2 separate regions of the Sus scrofa genome follow, and region 2 is linked to region 1. Evidence: chromatin contacts called from public HiChIP or PLAC-seq data. All regions are on one chromosome and are shown on one strand. Each heading gives the region's core, a stretch centred on a gene start, on an enhancer-like site or on the middle of the called end of the contact. The rest is flanking DNA. Distances are from core to core; before and after follow the strand shown.

Evidence for each region. HiChIP or PLAC-seq counts read pairs in DNA pulled down with a chosen protein or histone mark.
Region 2: an H3K27ac HiChIP or PLAC-seq map of alveolar macrophages shows a contact between it and region 1. The contact joins the promoter of TBC1D2 here to the enhancer-like site in region 1. A contact is called at or near these places in 1 of 5 promoter capture datasets (liver), 25 of 47 Hi-C or Micro-C datasets (adipocytes, adipose tissue, alveolar macrophages and 14 more) and 2 of 2 datasets of contacts at active chromatin or transcription factors (alveolar macrophages and skeletal muscle).

The regions. Positions count from the first base shown.
Region 1 is chr1:240,014,600-240,017,299 of Sscrofa11.1, forward strand. TBC1D2 (TBC1 domain family member 2A) reads right to left here. Exons shown (of 16, transcript XM_021066519.1): 9 at 1,948-2,213; 10 at 1,919-1,945; 11 at 1,782-1,916; 12 at 1,740-1,779. Among named protein-coding and RNA genes, the nearest start is that of CORO2A, 15 kb to the left of the region's middle. Within about 2 kb of position 1,287, at least 2 of the 83 cell types and tissues checked have an H3K27ac peak or open chromatin away from gene starts, as enhancers often do. A contact at or near this core is called in alveolar macrophages, where this site is marked.
Region 2 is chr1:240,048,677-240,051,376 of Sscrofa11.1, forward strand. TBC1D2 (TBC1 domain family member 2A) reads right to left here and starts at 1,251. Exons shown (of 16, transcript XM_021066519.1): 1 at 684-1,251. The coding sequence starts at 1,058.

The sequences.
Region 1 (2,700 bases), core at 37-2,536:
TCTCATCTGGGCAATATGGACACCAATGCCACCTCACAGAATTTTTCTGAGGATTAGATGACGTCAGATATGTAAAGTCCCTGGTTTCCAGGAGGCCCTCATCAAGTCTTAGTTCCTCCTGACCTTTGCATGAAACATAACAATTATTTATACTAACCTCATAGCTTCCAGCTCCCTTCAAATCTCATTTTAAAGAGGATTAACAAGTTTTGTCCCTTCTGGATTTTAACATGTTCAAACAGATGAGAAATGCATAGGCTTCTGCTTAGCTGCTGAATGAATGAATGTCTATGGACAGCCCCATAGCAAACGTTTAGAGTAGCATAAAATCTGAACATGTTTTCCAAGGATGCTTAGACTGAGAGGCATTACTGTTGGGCTTAACTCTGAATTCTCAGTGATTGCACTTGTATATACTCAATTTCATCCAACTGAAGCTGGGAAAAAAAAATCAAAAATATCTACCATGGGAACCATTCAAATTTGAATAGGGACACTCTGAATATTTATTCTGTGTTAAATAAATGTCACACACTGCCTATTCTGAAAAAAAGAGCAGAATGGCTTAAGTAAATTTTGCTGGAATATATATGTATTTAAATTTAAAGTTGAGCCAAAACTTGCTTTGGGAATATTTGAGATTATTACTCTATCAAGATCAAGATAACTCAGGGCAGCCACGAGAGTCCCCCATAGTACTGGCAGGGGCAGCCCTACCAAGTCACCCCACCCTTTCCTATCCCTGATCTCTTGTCTCCTGCTGTTGGACCAGAAGTAGAAATTAATCCAGGCTGGGCTAGCTTCCTTCCTTTGGCCTGGGACATGAGGGTATCGACAAGTGGGTTGCTGAAAGCCTCGATTTAGAGGCTGAGGTCTCTATTCTGACAGCCCTGATGGACCCTGAATGTCCAAGGAATGGCAGACAGAGAGGCTGGTCTGCTGAGAGAGAAGATAGCAGCCAAGTACTATGAGAGAGACAAGAAACCATGCAGCCCACAGAGGGTTGCACAATCTCAGGGGACTGAGTCTCCTTGGGATGCGGCACCATGGCACCGCCTTGGGTTGTGCTGTGTTGCAGCCCTGCTAGAGTGAGCAGTTGCCTTGGCTTCCAATGACCATCTGGTCCCTGGTTCTCTTTCCTTTTCTTGGCTTTTGGGAGCATCCTCTGTAACATTTAAAATTTTTTTTCTCCTCTGAGTGGATTTTGTTTAAAGCAATGATATCTGACTCAGGCAGTCATGTAATTTGTGAGCTGGCTGTGTGCTACACAGCCCCAGGGGCCCCGCTCATGTGCTCTCTATGGGAGTGGCACCACCCTGAGGACAAATAAGGATAGGGCATGGGACAGGGAACCAAGGCTCTGGTCCAATTTTTTTTTTTTTTTTTAAATGGCTGCACCGCAGCTTATGGAAGTTCTTGGGCCAGGGATTGAATCTCAGCTACAGCTGCAGTCTACACTGCAGCTGTGGCAACACCGGATTCTTTAACCCATTGTGCAGGGCCAGGGATTGAACTGCACCTGTGCAGCAACTTGAGCCGCTGCAGTTGGATCCTTAACCTACTGTGCCACAGCAGTAACTCCCCAACTCTGTCTTGAACATGTCCTTTCACCTGCTTGTCCCCATCTGTACAGTGGGGACCAAGCCTCCTGAATTGCCCTCTCCAGGTCGTTGCAAAGCTCCAAAGAGAGAGTTCTCTTGGAAGGTAGAGGCTGGGCCCTCAGTGGGGCTATGGCTCACCTGTTTAGGCCCTGACAGTAGCCGATGGTAGGGTTCTGCAGGAGAAGGCCAGCAGCACCCGGCGGAGCTTGTCAGGGAAGCTGGAGGTGGGACAGGTGAAATGCTTGTTGTTGGGGAAGGTCCGGTTCAGATCCAGCTCAATCTGGCGGGCAGCGGGGTGCTTGCAGGCCTGGCCCGGGTTAGCAACTCCTGGTAGCGGCCGGGGCCTGTAGGTGCTGGACGCGGAGGTGGACCAGCCACCTCCAGACACGTGGCCGGTGCTCGCGGGGCACGCCTGCCCGCAGCAGCTGCTTGAGCTCTGCTGAGGGTGCCAGCTTGCCCAGGGCAGCCCAGCGCTCCCGCAGTGGCTGCTCCACAGCCTCGTGGGCCAGCAGGTGGTGGGAATGCACCTCCAATGCCTGAATCTTGGCCAACAGCTTCAGGTCTTCCACCTCGTAGTTGGGCACCGTCAGGAAGCCATACTCGTCATACTCACTGCCAGCAAAATCCCACATCAGTGACACCTTGCAAGGCCTTTCCCCAGATAAAGGGTGGCAGGGATAAAGTGGGCCCTGGGTAGGGATCCCGCCTGGGCTTCACTGCAGGTTGGCCATGCAAATCAAGGCAGGGTCACTTCAGGGTTCCGAACCTCAGTTTGCTCTGTGCAATGGGTGCAGGAACTCCTGTTCTGCCTCATGAAGACCCAGTGAGATCCTCTGATGTGAACTGCTAGGGGCTAGATGGTGTCTGGTACATGGCATGTGCTGAAAAGTTACTTATTCATTCATTCTGTGCCAATATAAAGGACTCTCAATAAGAGAGTCCTGTACTGCCTTAGGCCCAAGGAGTCCTGTACTGCCATTACAGAATGCCATGTCCACAGCCAGTAAGCCCAAGGATGGATGGGGAACAGAGAGCCCCAACAATAAGCAGAAGAGAGCTGGGGACCTATTCCAGCTGGCCTTTTACTGAGCCAACATTT
Region 2 (2,700 bases), core at 1-2,500, 34 kb after region 1:
CATATCTTGATTATACTTCAACCCGAAGTAAAAAAGTTAAGGCAACTGCATTATTAGCCACACCCAAAAGTAAAAGTTTTGATCAAGTGCTGAGAGGTAGAAAACCCACGGGATTCCAAGTGTGGGCTACACCACTTTTTAGTTGTGTGACCTTGGACCAGTCACTTCATCTCTTTATGACTCAATTTTTTTTTTTTTTTTTTTTTTTTTTTGTCTTTTTGCCTTTTCTAGGGCCGCTCCCGCGGCATATGGAGGTCCCCAGGATAGGGGTCTAATAAGGAGCTGTAGCCACCCGCCTACACCAGAGGCACAGCAACGCCGGATCCGAGCCGCGTCTGCGACCTACACCACAGCTCACGCAACGCTGGATCCTCAACCCCCTGAGCAAGGCCAAGGATTGAACCCGCAACCTCATGGTTCCCAGTCGGATTTGTTAACCACTGCGCCACAACGGGAACTCCTATGACTCAATTACTTGATCCGTAATATGCGTATATCATGTGGGCCTTTGTTATGGGAACACAATGAGGAAATGAGTGTGAATGCCCTTTGTAAAGCACAAGACCCTGTGAACCCAGGGTTCACAGGGGTGTTTGGGGTCGGTGATTATAGTTACAGTAAGTTTATTGTGACCACTCACTTGCACCCCGCTGTGCTGAAAAGGAGAAAATTGCATCATTTACCTTCAAGGTAATAGTCCGGCTGGGGGTCTTGATTTCGAAAGTCCCCTCCTCGGCGTCCGCCTTGCAGTCAAATACCGCACAGGAGAGGTCGATGCTGTCCAAGGGGTTTGCATCCTGTGCGGTCCGCGAATAATACAGGTGACATTTTCTCTCGTCGTAGAAAAACCAGCGGGATTTCCAACCCCGGATGGGCCTTTTGCCTCCCAACTTGCTTAAATATCCACAAAGTTTCTTGGGGGCCGCCTCCAGAGGTCGGGTGCAGACCGTCGATTCCTCTGGAGGCAACACCTGGGAGCCCCTGGCCAAGCTGGCAGGCTCTTCGGACACGGGGGCAGAGGAGCTAGACTCCGCGGGGTTCTCCTGGGCGTCCTCCATCGCCACTAGGGACTGCGGAGGAGCTGGATGTCCACTGCCCAACTCCGGCCAAATCTCGGAGATTCAGGGGATACCTTCAAGACGGAGATAACTGGACGAGGGCGGGGCCTTTAGTGACCCGCCTCCAAGAGACGACGGAGGGACGCAGCTCCCTGCGTTGCGTGCACTTCATTGATCTAAAACCCAGTACCTGAGGGTGGCCACGCCCATCCGGACCCCTCCGTATCTAGGACAGGCCTCGACACGCCCCCTGCCGGCTCCTCCCACACTGCTAACTTCCGACTTTTCTTCGCTCCTCTCCGCCATATTTACTGAGGGCAGCCGCGAGCGTGGGGCGGTCCTCGGATTGAAGGCGTGGTGTCCCTGAATTTGGTTAACCAGCGGAAGAGAGGCTGGAGGAGACGCCCTCCACAAATACCTTGTTCTGGTAACACGCGTAATAACGTAGAGGGACAGTCCCTTCTCCAGCTTTACGGGCCTCCCGCCTTTTCTCCCCAGGTGCCGCGCAGGTCCCCGTTGCGGGGCGCACGGCGCGTCCATTGGCTGAAGGGGACACCCGGCTGCGTGGCGACATTTCCGGCGCCGCTCAAAGCGCGCGTGCTTAGAGGGCTCTGCTGGTGGCCTATATACCCGTCAGCAGTTAAGCGACCCTGTGGTTCTCCCCTGACCGTGGCGGCCTCTCCTTCCTCGGTCCCAGTTCCCGCTCGCCTCTTTCCTGAGCTACTCGAGTTATATGGGCGCCCGGCCCGGCTTCTGCCCTTGCTGGAACCCAGTGCTTGGGACGGGTTTGGGCACAGTAAATTGTGGAATCAAATGTGTCTTTACTAACTTTCTCAACTTCTGTCCTCAGTCTGTCTGCCTCTTGTCCTTAAGTTTCCCCCCTTTACTCCTTTAGGCGCTTCCCTCCGCTTGGGCTATGGAGCCCATTTCCTACCACCTCTTGAGGAGCTTCACGGTTCTTCACTAGCCCTTTCTTAGCCCCTCTTTCTTTAGCTTCTCTCTCTTTGCCATCCTTAACAAAATCTTCCTTGTTTTGTTCCGGGCAAATTATACTCAAGGTCTGAGGTTGTCTTTTCTTAAAATTAACTTAACACAGGTTCACTGCAGAAATTATAATAATATTTTGTAAGTCCATAGCATATCTAAAAATGTCTCTTAATATGATAATAGAGAAATAACATTCTCCAAACCGATGATAGATTAATTATACTATTGTTAGGCAAACGGGGGAATGAAAGAAATAAAAGTCCAAATTTAGTTCAGGTGTACCCTTCTGTTACTGACAAGGGTTTTTGACCTCGTTAATACAAATTGATGAGAGGCCAGACAAATTTAGTCAAGGCTTTATTGGCACCGGTACTGCAGCAGGAGGTAGGAAAACAAGTAACAGCTGCCCTTGCTTGCTCCCTGAGGAGGTGGTGGGGATAAGGGTGAGTCTAGGGATCTGGTGGTCTGCCCCCTTGGTGGTGCTGTGTGCAGAGTGCATGCACAGTGCCCTGCTTTTGCTTCTGCCTCCTCAGAAGTGGCTATTAGGTTTTGGTCTTTTTGAATCTTGTTGGTAATTTGCCTCAACTGCATGCGTGTAGTTATTTTTAGTCCCTTATGGTTTCTTTATATTTGGTTGCTGGAGGAGATAGCTGTC